Regions from separate parts of the Hordeum vulgare genome. Here region 1 is linked to region 2. The links are chromatin contacts, called in public Hi-C maps. All regions are on one chromosome and are shown on one strand. The core of a region is the stretch at or near the end of the contact, and the rest is flanking DNA. Distances in the headings are between cores, read along the strand shown. Region 1 has its middle 330 kb from the start of LOC123402915. Region 2 holds the start of LOC123402915 (receptor kinase-like protein Xa21).

Region 1 (6,726 bases), core at 1,589-4,088, 330 kb before region 2:
GGCAGCGGCATCTCCTGCTTCTGCTGGCCGGCTGGCCGGTTATATTTAAATTATCAACTCAAAGTACTTCATAATAAAATTTCATGAATCATCATTGGCTCAAAATTTTCCGACATGCCTTCCACTAACTCGTGCCTTCTTTAAGCTGAACCAGCATAAAAAGTAGAGCCGAGGAAGATTAGAGACATGACTATTGTTAGGTGACCAAAATGAAAGACCTAGTAAAACACATGGTATGAGAAATCTCATCCGAGCAAACACAGCATTATTATATAGACACTAAGGAAAAAAAGAGGTAAAACAACACCAAGGGTAGATTCAAAGAATTTATAGCATCTACTAGGACCGCAATGAATAAAATTAAAATATAGCACTGTAACTAATAAGTACCATCAAGTTTCCAAAAGGATGTCTTTTACCCAAGGATTATCGTCAAATTAAATTAAAATTACAGCACCTTATTCAATTCTAATTCAAGCACCATGAACAATATCATCCATGGTGTTCATTTCTATACTCAACACTTATTCATCAAGAACTTCTAACTTCAGGACGTGCATTTAGTTTATTTTTTCCAGAGGTGTACAGGCATATTATCTTGTTAACTAAGCAAGTAGATATATAAGCTAGCAGTTAGTGTTCTTAGAAAATTTAAATAGTTTTCTTACTAGACTATGTAAGCCTATTCAACTAACCATACGTCTCTATAAAACAATTACTCAAAATATATGATGGTTTCCTAGCTGACACGATCAAGGAGTTGCTGATACATGCATATGCAAAAACTAAGCATTCGCTCTTCTGCTGTAACAGAGAACCATCGTACTCCATGGAATTTGCACCAAAAAAATCATGTTAGGTTTCGATGAAAGCACATGGAAAAACCTCAGAGAAAGAGAGAGAGAGAGAGAGAGAGAGAGAAGCATGGTAAAGTCACATCTCTCAAGGTTCAGGTTAGATCCTCTCAAGAAACTCCATCTAAAAAAAGAACCAGAAGACGTATTCTAGCCTGAAACAAGCTTCATGGTGTTTAGTTTGAAAACAGAGCAGCTGGAACTGCAAAGATGCGCAGCCACACACACACACACACACACACACACACACACACACACACACACAAATAGGGAGACTATTCCATTCAAACTGCTACACGGAACTCTTCAAATAACTACATGACATATATAAATAGTCCTGATGTCTGGTAGGACCACAAAGCAAAAGAAGTGACAGCAAAGGTGTGGCGAAAAATAAATGATTGGTTGTGAGTCATGTTTTCTTCAATTCTTGGTTGAGATAGAAGGTCTACAGTAACACCTTGGAAAGGCTTAGGAGCATTCAGAGAGGATCGAGTTACTGAATTTAAGCATGTCAAGCAATCAAATAACATAAAAGGCAATTCTTAAAGTGAAGATAGAATGTTTAGAGAATGCCTCATGAAGAGAACCCCAAAGAATGGAGCTCAGCAAGTCATAGGAATCTAGCTTGTAACCCTATTGTAGACAATTAAGACAACCAAAGAAAAATCCCAGATCAATAGTAACACAAGCTATTCAAGGATTTAACAAACTACTTAGAGCAATAGAAGATATAAAACATTGTATGGAACTTTTAAGTGCTCAAGATAAAAGGTTAACACATGACATTAAACACGTCATATTGGTTCTTATTACTGACAAATCAAGCATTTTTGGTTTGAAGGAAGCAGCAATACCTGGCAGACAGCATCAGAACGAGATGGTCTTGCCACCGTTTCAATAGACGAGGTAGCGCCTATCCAGTAAAATATAAACAGAAACAGTCTAGCAACGAAGTCTCTTGGATGGCAATGTTACTGACCCGACGAACCACGGTAGAAACAGGAGATTCGGCCATAAGTTTCTCGGTCTTGCTAGACTGCCAATGGAAAACGATGTCAGTGGTAGAGTAAAGCGGGAAAAAGTGGCAGGCGTCACATTAACTAAAAAATTGACACGGATCCTAGGACCATGGCAGGTATATCTCGACTGGTTTCTGCCTTGCTGAGAGTGTAGCCACCCAGTGATATGTACTCTAATACTTGGTAGTTTTAGGGTAAGCAAGGCACAAAATCTTGTGCATAAAACCAATATATGAAATGTTATAAGCAGGCAGTACTACTGGAGTAACAAAAGCAGGCCGTACTTCAGAATGTCAAAGCAAGCGCAGCATAGCACTGAGTCAACTCACTACTATACATACTCCATATGAATCATTCAATCTACGACTGGGCGCATACAATTACTACTCAGGTTTGATAAATCTCCTCCTGTGGTAGGAGCTATCATTTCAGCTACAGGGGGAGTGCGAACACGATCTGCAGCCATTATTATAAGGGACCGAACCTGCTACGACTCCACCCCGAACGCGGCTCTCTCGCCGCATCCCTCGTCCGTCGCGTCGCGTCCCCGAACGCGATGGGGAGCCCTGCGAGGAAGGGGAGGCCCACGTCGCGGACTGCAGGAACGAGGGGAGCTCTGTGGGGATTTGAGGACCAGTTGGCTTGCTCACGAAGTGCATCAGATAGGTAGGGCTAGCAAGAGGGATCTGAGTGAGAAAGGGGATGAGGAGAGCAACTGAACGGAGGTTAGAGCATACCTTGCCAAACGAGGCGACGAGGCGCCCCCGGCGTCGAAGCCCAGCTCCGACAGCGACAAAGCCTTGTGCATCCTCGACGGGGTGGGGTGGGGTGGGGTGGTGATGCTCCACGACGGCCTTGCCTGGCGGCGGTGGTGGTTTGGGCCGGGGGAGGCCATGGCGCGGTGGCGATTGCGATGCGGTGGGGCGCAGGAGGTGAGGATGAGGAGGAGAGAGGGCTTGCTAGGTTTGGGGTCGTGGGTGACAGAGAGATTTTTTTTTGCAAAATTACTAATGGCGCACTACCTACAAATGCGCCATTAGTTTGGTTACTAATGGCGCACCAGCTGGTGGTGCATCATTAGTAGTTTTGCAAAAAAAAAATTATAGTAGTGGCGCACTGGATGAGTGGTGCGTCATTACTCGTTAAACTAGTAATGACGCACTTTGCCCCGGTGCGCCATTAGTATTTTTGAAAAAAAAAAAAAGTTAGTTAGTAGTGGCGCACCGTGCGTGTGGTGCACCATTAGCGTCCATCACACTAATGACGCACCTGCACATGGTGTGCCACTACTATATAGTAGTGGCGCACCACTTGTCTAGTGTGCCATTAGTGTCTATATTATCTATAGCCCTTTTCCTAATAGTGTTGGAATCGTAGGCTTGAAAAAAATCATTGAAGACACCAATTTCATGATCCTTTTCTATGATACTACATAAGAATACAGGACGTTACCACTTCAGGAGAATTATGGCAGAGATATACTAAAAGCATATTTGGAACACATACTTGAATATCAGAGGCAATATTGGAAATATAGAGCTACTATCAGACATATCAAGATGGGGGAAGCTAACACAAAATATTTCCACGCTCAAAACAACATCAAATTCATAAACCACTACATTGGTATGCTGAAAGATGAAATCGAACACAAACATTATGACCATCATTCAAAAGTTGCTATTCTCTATAGATATTACAAAGAAAGGTCGGGGACATGTGTTACAAAAAACAATACTCTGCCTTCACAACATTTGCAGCATCCAATGGGGGAATTGTAAGAATTGGAGGCACCTTTCACAAAATAGGAAATTAATAGATTTATAAAACAAATTGTCTACTGATAAGTTCCCTGGTCCAGATGAATTTAATGTTGCTTTCCTCGATAACTGCTGGGATATCATTGTACGTGATTTCCATAAATTTACTAAGGATTTTCACTCGAGAAATTTCAACACCCATAGTATAAACCACTCATTTATAACTCTCATTCCTAAAAACGACTCGGCCTCAAGCCCTATAGAATTTACACCAATCTCTTTCCTTAACTGCACACTTAATATCATCACAATATTATTGACAAACAGATTACAAAAGTACATCCTCAAAGTGGTACACAAAATTAATATGGAATTTTGAATAACATATGGATCCAAGACTGCTTAGTATGGTTATATGAATACATTTACCATTGTTATAAGAGTAAAAGGAAATTCATCCTATTTAAGCTTGATTTTGGGAAAGAATTTGATATGCTTATGTTGCGGAACGTCGCATGGAAAACAAAAAATTTCCTACGCGCACACAAGATCTATCCATGGTGAGGACCATGTACGAGAGGAGAGAGTACATCTACATACCATTGTAGATCGCTAAGCGGAAGCGCATATAACGTGGTTGATGTAGTCGAACATATTCACGATCCAAATCGCAATCGGTCCAGCGACCCCATCACGATCCGTCCCGCGATGTCATCACGATCCATCCCGATCTAGTGACGAACGGACGGCACCTCCACGTTCAACACACGTACATCTCGATGACGATATCCGCCTTCTTGATCCATAAAGAGGGGTCACAGAGGTAGCTGAGTTCTCCGAAAGCCTAACGGCGTGGCGGCGATGGTGGTGGAGCTGATCCGGCAAGGCTTCTCCTGCAGTGCCGAACCTATTCTAGAGGAAGAACGAACTAGAGGGTGGGAGAGGGGATGCGCCTTGGAATAAGGTGTTGGCTTCCCTCTCTCCCCTCTAGTATATAAGGAGGAAGGGGGAATAGGTGGCGCACCAAGAGGAGGAATCCTCCTCCACTAAGGGAAGTGGTCCTACTCCTAGTAGGATTCCCTCCAAATGTAGCCTCCTCCCACCTCTTTAGCGCAAGGAACTTTAGTGGCTGGTTGCCCAGCCCATGAATGTTTGGTGCAACACTTTTTAGGCCCATCTGGACCCTGGGTGGATGGACTTCTCCCGATGGACCCCTGGAACCCATTCCTCATTCCGGATACACTTTTGGAAATGCCCGAAACCATTCCGGAGCCCAAACACCCTCTTCATATATATCATTCTTTGTCTACGGACCATTCCGAAACTCCCCGTGACGTCCTAGATCTCATCCTGGACTCAGAACAACCTTCGGTCACAAACATACATACTTCAACTATACCGAAATGTCACCGAACCTTAATTATCTAGACCCTGCCGGTTCGAGAACTATGCAGACATGACCGAGACTATCTCCCGTCAATAACCAATATCGGGACCTGGATGCCCATATTGGCTCCTACATATTCCATGAAGATTTTTTCGGTCGAACCTCTAAGTCAAGGATTCAGTTAATCCCGTATACTATTCCCTTTGTCCATCGGTATGTTACTTGGCGAGATTCGATCATCGGTATCTCTATACCTAGTTCAATCTCGTTACCGGCAAGTATCTTTACTCGTTCCATAATACAAAATCCCATGACTAACTATTTCGTCAGATTACTCGCAAGACCTTTTGAGATGTTGCATTACGTGTTGGAAATATGCCCTAGAGGCAATAATAAATTAGTTATTATTATATTTCTTAGTTCATGATAATCGTTTATTATCCATGCTATAATTGTATTGATTGGAAACACAATACTTGTGTGGATACATAGACAAAACACTGTCCCTAGTAAGCCTCTAGTTGACTAGCTCGTTGATCAAAGATGGTCAAGGTTTCCTGGCCATAGGCAAGTGTTGTCACTTGATAACGGGATCACATCATTAGGAGAATCATGTGATGGACTAGACCCAAACTAATAGACGTAGCATGTTGATCGTGTCATTTTGTTGCTACTGTTTTCTGCGTGTCAAGTATTTGTTCCTATGACCATGAGATCATATAACTCACGGACACCGGAGGAATGCTTTGTGTGTATCAAACGTCGCAACGTAACTGGGTGACTATAAAGATGCTCTACAGGTATCTCCGAAGGTGTTCGTTGAGTTAGTATAGATCGAGACTGGGATTTGTCACTCCGTGTGACGGAGAGGTATCTCGGGGCCCACTCGGTAATACAACATCACACACAAGCCTTGCAAGCAATGTAACTTAATGTAAGTTGCGGGATCTTGTATTACGGAACGAGTAAAGAGACTTGCCGGTAAACGAGATTGAAATAGGTATGCGGATACTAACGATCGAATCTCGGGCAAGTAACATACCGAAGGACAAAGGGAATGACATACGGGATTATATGAATCCTTGGCACTGAGGTTCAAACGATAAGATCTTCGTAGAATATGTAGGATCCAATATGGGCATCCAGGTCCCGCTATTGGATATTGACCGAGGAGTCTCTCGGGTCATGTCTACATAGTTCTCGAACCCGCAGGGTCTGCACACTTAAGGTTCGACGTTGTTTTATGCGTATTTGAGTTATATGGTTGGTTACCGAATGTTGTTCGGAGTCCTGAATGAGATCACGAACGTCACAAGGGTTTCCGGAATGGTCCAGAAACGAAGATTGATATATAGGATGACCTCATTTGGTTACCGGAAGGTTTTCGTGCATTACCGGAAAAGTTTCGGGCTCATCGGTAGTGTACCGGGAGTGCCGGGAGGGGTGCCGGGGACCATCGGGAGGGGTGTCACGCCCCAAGGGGTCTCATGGGCTGTGGGAAGAGATAAACCAGCCCCTAGTGGGCTGGAATAAGTTCCCACTAAGGCCCATAAGGTTTGAGAAGGAAAAAACACAAGGTGGAAGGAGTTTCCAAGTGGGAAGGTGGAATCCTACTCCAAGTAGGATTGGAGTAGGACTCCTCCACCTCCAATTTCGGCCAAACCTTTAGGTTTTGAGGCTGCCTCCTCCCCTCCCTCCCACCT
Region 2 (6,959 bases), core at 2,444-4,943:
GATAGCAGTAGCGTGGGTCAATATAGGGCGCTACTAGTAAGTGACTGTCTATAAGCTTTTCCCTAGTAGTGACCAGACTATGTTGGAGGGAGGCACAAGCTTAGGTGGTGTGCTCGCATGATCGAGGCTTCGTCTGGCCTAATTCTAGTGCTATACATTCCTTAAAATTCAGAAACAAACAAAGCGTGACTTGAAAGAATTTCATCGCCGTCGCAAGCCTCAGTTACTTTGCGATCCCATCTGGGGCCCTTTTCTGGAGTGTTGTGTGAGGGGTAATCCACCACGAAGGCCATCTTCATTTACCTTACTCCACCATGATGTGTGAGTAGGTCCTCACAAGACCTATGGATCCATATGAGTAGCTAGTTGACTCTCTCTCTATTTTCGATCTTCAGTACAATGATCTCTTCAGAGACCTATTCGTTATAATTCCCACGGTAAGTTTGTTGGGATCAGATGAATTGTCGATTTATTAAAACTAACTCCATCCTTTTATATCTATTATTTGTAATTTGATAGCTATGTATGCTTTTCCATCAATAAGTTTTCTTTGGCCAAGTAAACGAGTAGATCTTCAAAGGGAGTGATGCATAGTAGTGGGTTCAATCTTGGGAACTACTTACTATGTGATAGGAGGAGTCGCAAGGCACATATTGTATATATCGTTGCCATTAAGAATGAAACAAGGGATATAAACATATTAATTGGTCTTATCTTGTCTACATTAGGTCATCTCGTTTCATGTATTACTCTGTTTGTTATGAATTTAATACCTTAAGATGCATGCTGAATATGGATCGATGAATGTACTAATAATAGTAGGCCTCGGTAACTTTAACGATCTACTTAATACAGACACAATGCTTATATATGAATTATGCCATCAAGAATCACAATCATAACTTTGCATTTTGTATGAGCTGCCTGACAGTAATTTGTCTATCCACTGTATTATGCTCGTGACAGAGATGCCGCTAGTGAATGCTATGGCCTCTGCGTCAATTTTTCATACAATTACCTTGTTTTTCTTATTTATTTATTTACTTTATTTTATTATCTACGTATCACTACCAGATTTAATCCTTGCAATCGGCGAGAATAAGGTGATAGACAACCCTCTTGTCTTTGTTGGATGCGAGCATTTGCTTTTTGTGTGTAGGTACTGTTGACGTTATCTATATGGAGTCTCCCATTTGTTCGACAATCTTAGTTGTTAAAGCTAAGGTAAATACTATCCGCTATTATACCGCTTTATCCTTTACTCTTTAGGAAAAACCCAACTCGTAAGGGTTTAGGGAAGGGCATCATGAGGGTGAAAAAAGAGAGGCGCGAGTTTTACTCGGCAGCAGCTGAGGTTAGTATATTAGGGAGATTTGGAGGATTTGGAGAGTTGGAGTAAAAAAATATTTCACTAAACCGGTTAATGGATGAGCGAGGTGCGTCGCAAAGGACTATAAAATAATTTTGACTCCCTTATGGCTTTTTAAAATATCAGTTAGAAAAGCTCTTGGGGTGTAAACCCGAGTTCTTTAGCTGTGTTGAACCCAGTACCCCAACATTGTCTCAACAATCAATTGAGAATTACTACATGGATTTCTTTTATCTTCAGAGTTCAAACAAAAGGATTCACCGTTCCAGCCGATGGTGGTTCTATCGAGATGTTTGGACCCATTGACTGCCTTTCGCTTCTATTCGCCTAGAATAGCCGTGGAAGGCACGGCAACCAGTGACGATCCCAGTGTTGTCCATATGGAATGCATACAAGTTTACTTGACCGGCTAATACGTCCAAAAATACCAAGAAATGAACCCTGTCCGCAGAAATACGTTCTGAAAGCACGCTATAGTAATCATCATCACTGCAAGCCGAAACACATTTGGAAACAAGCATCTTTGACAAGTAACCCGTTGCACATGCCGAATCTTGTCAGTACTGAAACCGCTGGAGGTTAGTCCCGCCGCAGCAACGCAGAAGATACATTGTCTGGTTCCGGCTGAAAAGAGCCCTAGTAAACGGTTAGTCACCGTGGGATTGTCGGCCCCACCGGCGGCGACAATATTGTCCAGCTCAAGAAGCGACGGCAGCGGTAAGAAACAAGAGATGTCCCAAGTGGCGGAAGGTTCTGTTTTTTTTTTGAAAGTTAGCAGGAGAGCTGCTAAGATTTCATTCAGAAGAAGTACGCCGACGGCGAGAACTGCTCGGCGTATTGAAGAAGAAACCGGGCGAAAACCTATACAACAGCCTCACCTAGCTCGACTAGGCTAACCGACACGAAGATGTCGGGCAAACTAAACATGAAAGACTAGAGCACACCATAGCCCCGTTACAGAGTCATCGTATATCACCCATCGCACACACGATCCGACGACTTCGACTTCGCTGAAACAAAATAGAGAACGCCTTCATCGAAAATGTTCGTCACAAGCGTGTTCATCAACCTCACCGACATTGTAGAAAGAAGACATTCCGAAGAGAGGCGGAGATGCGCCGCTCCAACCCCGAAAGGAGGACAAACACGACTTGCCCGACGATCCCTGCAAGCCATCCAGCTTCTGCTGCCACCACCACCGTGCAACGACAAGCCATGAGCGGACGTGGCAACGCATACTCCACCACCATCACCAACCGGGTGCATCGATCAAGAACCTCTCCAAAACAATGCTTCCAACAAAGTAAGGCTGCCAAGGCCGCCCCATTGCCAACCCGAGGAGATGGATTTAGGTTTTCACCCAGAGAATGGATCCCAAATGGCAAAAGGGTGACAAATCTCCTTGGTGATGCCTTCAGAAAACAGCATCGACGGATGTTGCCATCACCTCCATCGAGCAAGACTTTCGTCCGGAGGATCTGCACCCAACGCCGCACCACCACCATCAGACCACACACGCCGCTCCACTCCAGTGCATTGTACACGGTCACCTCAGGCCGCCCCAAAGACGACCCATGCACCCATGGCAGCCAGGACGCGGCCAGATCTGGCCCGCCCACCTGCTCGCAGCCGACGCTGCCTCCCCACCCGAGGCCAGGCAACGTCCCCCTGGCATCAGCCGCACACGACTGGCCCAACAGGTAGCCCCCGTTGCAGCCACCGGAGCCCGCCATCGGCCCAGAACGGGCCAGATCTGGCGCTCCCGCACGCGACCTCCGGCGCACGCCCGTGCCCACGGAACGAGCAGCGTTCGCAACCTCCACGGTCCACCGACGGCCACCATCACCGCCGCGCGCAGCAGAACCAGCCCGAGAGGAAGGGGAAGGCTGGACGGCGACGGATCTGGGATTCTCCTCTCGGGACACCAGAGGAGGACGAGCGCAGGAGAGGAAGAGCGCAGGAGAGAGCCCCGCCGCCGCCGTCAAGGGAACCCGCCCGGCTTCGCCGGGGGCACCTCTGGCGGCGGCGAGACGGGGAAGGGAGGGGAGGAAAGGTGGCGGCGACGAGTAGGGTTTCGCCCCCGTGTCGCCAGAGGAGGGCGACGCGGGGGCCTGTTTTTGACTAGATCTACCTGCTGGAATGGTCCGAACTAGCTGGTTTCTCAAGTCATGCAAAAAATCGGAAGGTTCTGTTAACCCGCGCTACTCGAGGACTAACCTTGACAGCGATCGAGATAAGGCGTGAGTGGTGAGAATACAGTGTGTGGCGCAAACCTGCTGTAAAAACTGCATTTAAACCGCCGTGGCCTGAGCCAGTTGAGCATCGAAATCCAAGTATACAAACCACCGGCAAAGCCAAGCTGCCAAAGCTGCCGTTTTGTGCGCTCCAGTCGAGCAGAGCTGCAGACTGCAGAGGTACGCCACCGTCCATTTCTCACGATTACTTGCAGTAAAAAATGCATGTTCTCTTTATTTTTATGCAGCTACTGGTAGCCTGAATATAACTTTAGTTGTGGGCACACGTACGTGATGCCTGAATCGTTGGCGAATTCCATAGATCTTTATGTGTTGCCGTGTTTCGTCACGGACGCCATGTGGCTCTGCCGGTGAACATGACATATAAGCTACCATGTTTGTGCTTTGTATTTTTGCAGGTAAAACGGGGCTCATGTCTGATCAATCCGTGAAACCCAACATGCTTCTTCTGCTGGCGCTACTGCTGCTGTCTTATGGAGCTGGCAGTGTCCGTTGCTCAACTGTTCATGCGAACATCACAGACATTCTCGCGTTGCTCCGTTTCAAAAAGTCCACCGAAGATCCCACAGATGCCTTGAGGAACTGGAACCGAAGCATCTATTACTGCAATTGGAATGGTGTCAAATGCAGCTTACTGCATCCAGGGCGGGTCGTCGCTTTGAATCTCCCTGGCCAAAGCTTGTCAGGTCAAGTCAACCCTTCTCTTGGGAACATAACGTTCCTTAAGCGCCTGAATTTGTCCTACAATGGCTTCTCCGGCCAGTTGCCTCCTCTGAACCAGTTCCACGAGCTGATCTCACTTGACCTCAGCTCCAATTCATTTCAAGGGATAATCTCCGATTCATTCACAAATCGTTCGAACCTAAAGCTTGTGGATCTTTCTAGAAACATGCTACAAGGCCTAATCCCCGCGAAAATAGGTTCACTTTACAATCTAACACGTTTAGATCTTTCTAAGAACAATCTCACTGGGGTCATCCCACCAACCATCAGCAACGCCACCAAACTACAATTACTCATTCTTCAAGAAAATGAACTAGGGGGAAGCCTACCCGATGAGCTCGGACAATTGTCCAACATGTTAGCCTTTTTGGCTGGGAACAATAGGCTCTCAGGTCAAATACCACCATCAATCTTTAATCTTACTTCACTTCAATTCCTAAGCTTGGAAGCAAATAGACTACAAATGGCGGCACTGCCACCTGACATTGGCGACACCCTCCCTTATCTTCAAAAAATTACTTTGGGCAAGAACATGCTTGAAGGTCCTATCCCAGCGTCGCTAGACAACATTTCAGGCCTACAATTAATAGATTTATCTAATAACAGTTTCACTGGAGAAATTCCTAGCTTGGGAAAGCTACTAAACCTTGTATACCTAAACCTTGGGGATAATAAGCTTGAGTCAAGTGACAACCAAAGATGGGAATCTTTATATGGACTGACAAACTGCAGTTTTCTAAAAGTGCTGAGATTCAAGAATAATCAGCTCACAGGAGCCATACCGAATTCGGTCGGTAAATTGTCCCCTGAACTTCGAATTCTACATCTGGGTGGAAACAATCTATCAGGAATAGTTCCTTTAAGCATAGGAAACCTTGATGGCTTAATAGAGTTGGATCTTAGCACAAACAGTTTCAATGGTTCAATTGAAGGATGGTTAGAAAGTCTTAAAAACCTACAATCTCTAGATCTTCATGGAAACAACTTTGTGGGAACCATTCCACCCTCTTTTGGCAACCTTACTCGGCTAACAATTCTGTATTTAGCAAACAATGAATTTCAAGGTCCAATACCTCCCATCTTCGGGAAACTTACAAGACTCTCAACCATTGACCTTAGTTATAACAATCTTCAAGGTGACATACCTTCTGAAATTAGTGGGCTTAAACAACTCCGTACACTGAATCTTTCATCTAACAGACTTACAGGAGAAATTCCTGATGATCTGAGCCAGTGTCAAGACATGGTAACCATCCAAATGGACCATAATAACTTGACGGGTGGCATTCCGACCACTTTTGGTGACCTTACGAGCTTGAGCGTGCTCAGCCTTTCCTATAACGATTTATCTGGGGACATCCCTGCAAGTCTTCAACATGTCAGCAAGTTGGACGTGTCTCATAATCACCTCCAAGGAGAAATCCCAAAAAAAGGAGTGTTTAGCAATGCCTCAGCCGTTTCGCTTGGTGGCAATTCAGAGCTTTGTGGAGGGGTGCCGGAACTGCATATGCCCGCATGCCCGGTTGCTTCTCATCGTGGAACTAAGATACGATATTACTTGATCAGGGTATTGATACCATTATTTGGCTTCATGTCGCTCGTGTTATTGGTCTACTTTCTAGTCCTGGAGAGGAAAATGAGAAGAACAAGATATGAATCAGAGGCTCCTTTGGGTGAGCATTTCCCTAAAGTTTCTTACAATGATCTCGTCGAAGCAACAAAGAACTTTTCCGAGTCTAACCTGCTTGGGAAAGGAAGCTATGGTACAGTGTACAGGGGAAAGTTGGTGCAGCATAAGTTGGAAGTGGCAGTGAAGGTTTTTAACCTTGAGATGCAAGGCGCCGAGAGAAGCTTCCTGTCAGAATGTGAAGCGCTGAGAAGCGTTCAACACCGGAATCTTGTTTCCATCATAACTGCATGTTCTACTATTGATAGCGACGGGAGTGCTTTCAGGGCCCTAATTTACGAGTTCATGCCCAAGGGGAACTTGGACGCCTGGCTTCATCACAAGGGCGACAGCAAAGCTGATAAGCATCTGACTTTAACTCAAAGAATAGGCATAGCTGTCAACATGGCAGATGCACTGGACTATTTACATAATGACAGTGAAAACCCCATCATCCATTGTGATCTCAAGCCCAGCAATATTCTTCTTGACGATGACATGGTTGCTCATTTGGGGGATTTCGGCATCGCAAGGATTTTTCTTGATTCTGGGCCCAGACCAGCAAGCTCGACGAGTTCAATTGGTGTAAGAGGAACCATAGGGTATATCCCACCAGGTAAATTTGTATTTTATGATAGTGGAACCCGGTCCATTTTTGGATCGTATGGAAAAAGAATTATATTTACTCCCCTATATTATCAGCTATACTTTTTTTTGTCTTGAATAAACTAATGACTACGTAGCAAGCAACATGTGACACAAACTAACTTAATGTCTGTACATGTTTCAGAATACGGTGGGGGAGGCCGTATATCAACTTCTGGGGATGTCTATAGTTTTGGGATAGTGCTGCTGGAGATGTTGACTGGCAAAAGGCCAACAGATCCTATGTTTACTGATGGACTGGACATAGTCAACTTCGTGGGTAGCGAGTTTCCACATCAAA

What was found. A called contact is a pair of places that touch in the nucleus more often than the background predicts.
Region 1: a Hi-C map of leaf shows a contact between it and region 2, with 4 times the contacts expected there. The contact joins the enhancer-like site here to the promoter of LOC123402915 in region 2. A contact is called at or near these places in 1 of 6 Hi-C or Micro-C datasets (leaf) and 1 of 1 datasets of contacts at active chromatin or transcription factors (embryo).

Annotation. Positions count from the first base shown.
Region 1 is chr6H:365,018,428-365,025,153 of MorexV3_pseudomolecules_assembly, reverse strand. No RefSeq gene overlaps it. Among protein-coding and RNA genes, the nearest start is that of LOC123402915, 330 kb to the right of the region's middle. Within about 2 kb of position 2,838, at least 1 of the 3 cell types and tissues checked has open chromatin away from gene starts, as enhancers often do. A contact at or near this core is called in leaf, where this site is marked.
Region 2 is chr6H:364,689,220-364,696,178 of MorexV3_pseudomolecules_assembly, reverse strand. It overlaps LOC123402915 (receptor kinase-like protein Xa21), which reads left to right and starts at 3,693. Exons shown (of 3, transcript XM_045096882.1): 1 at 3,693-3,783; 2 at 4,023-6,629; 3 at 6,804-6,959. The coding sequence starts at 4,037.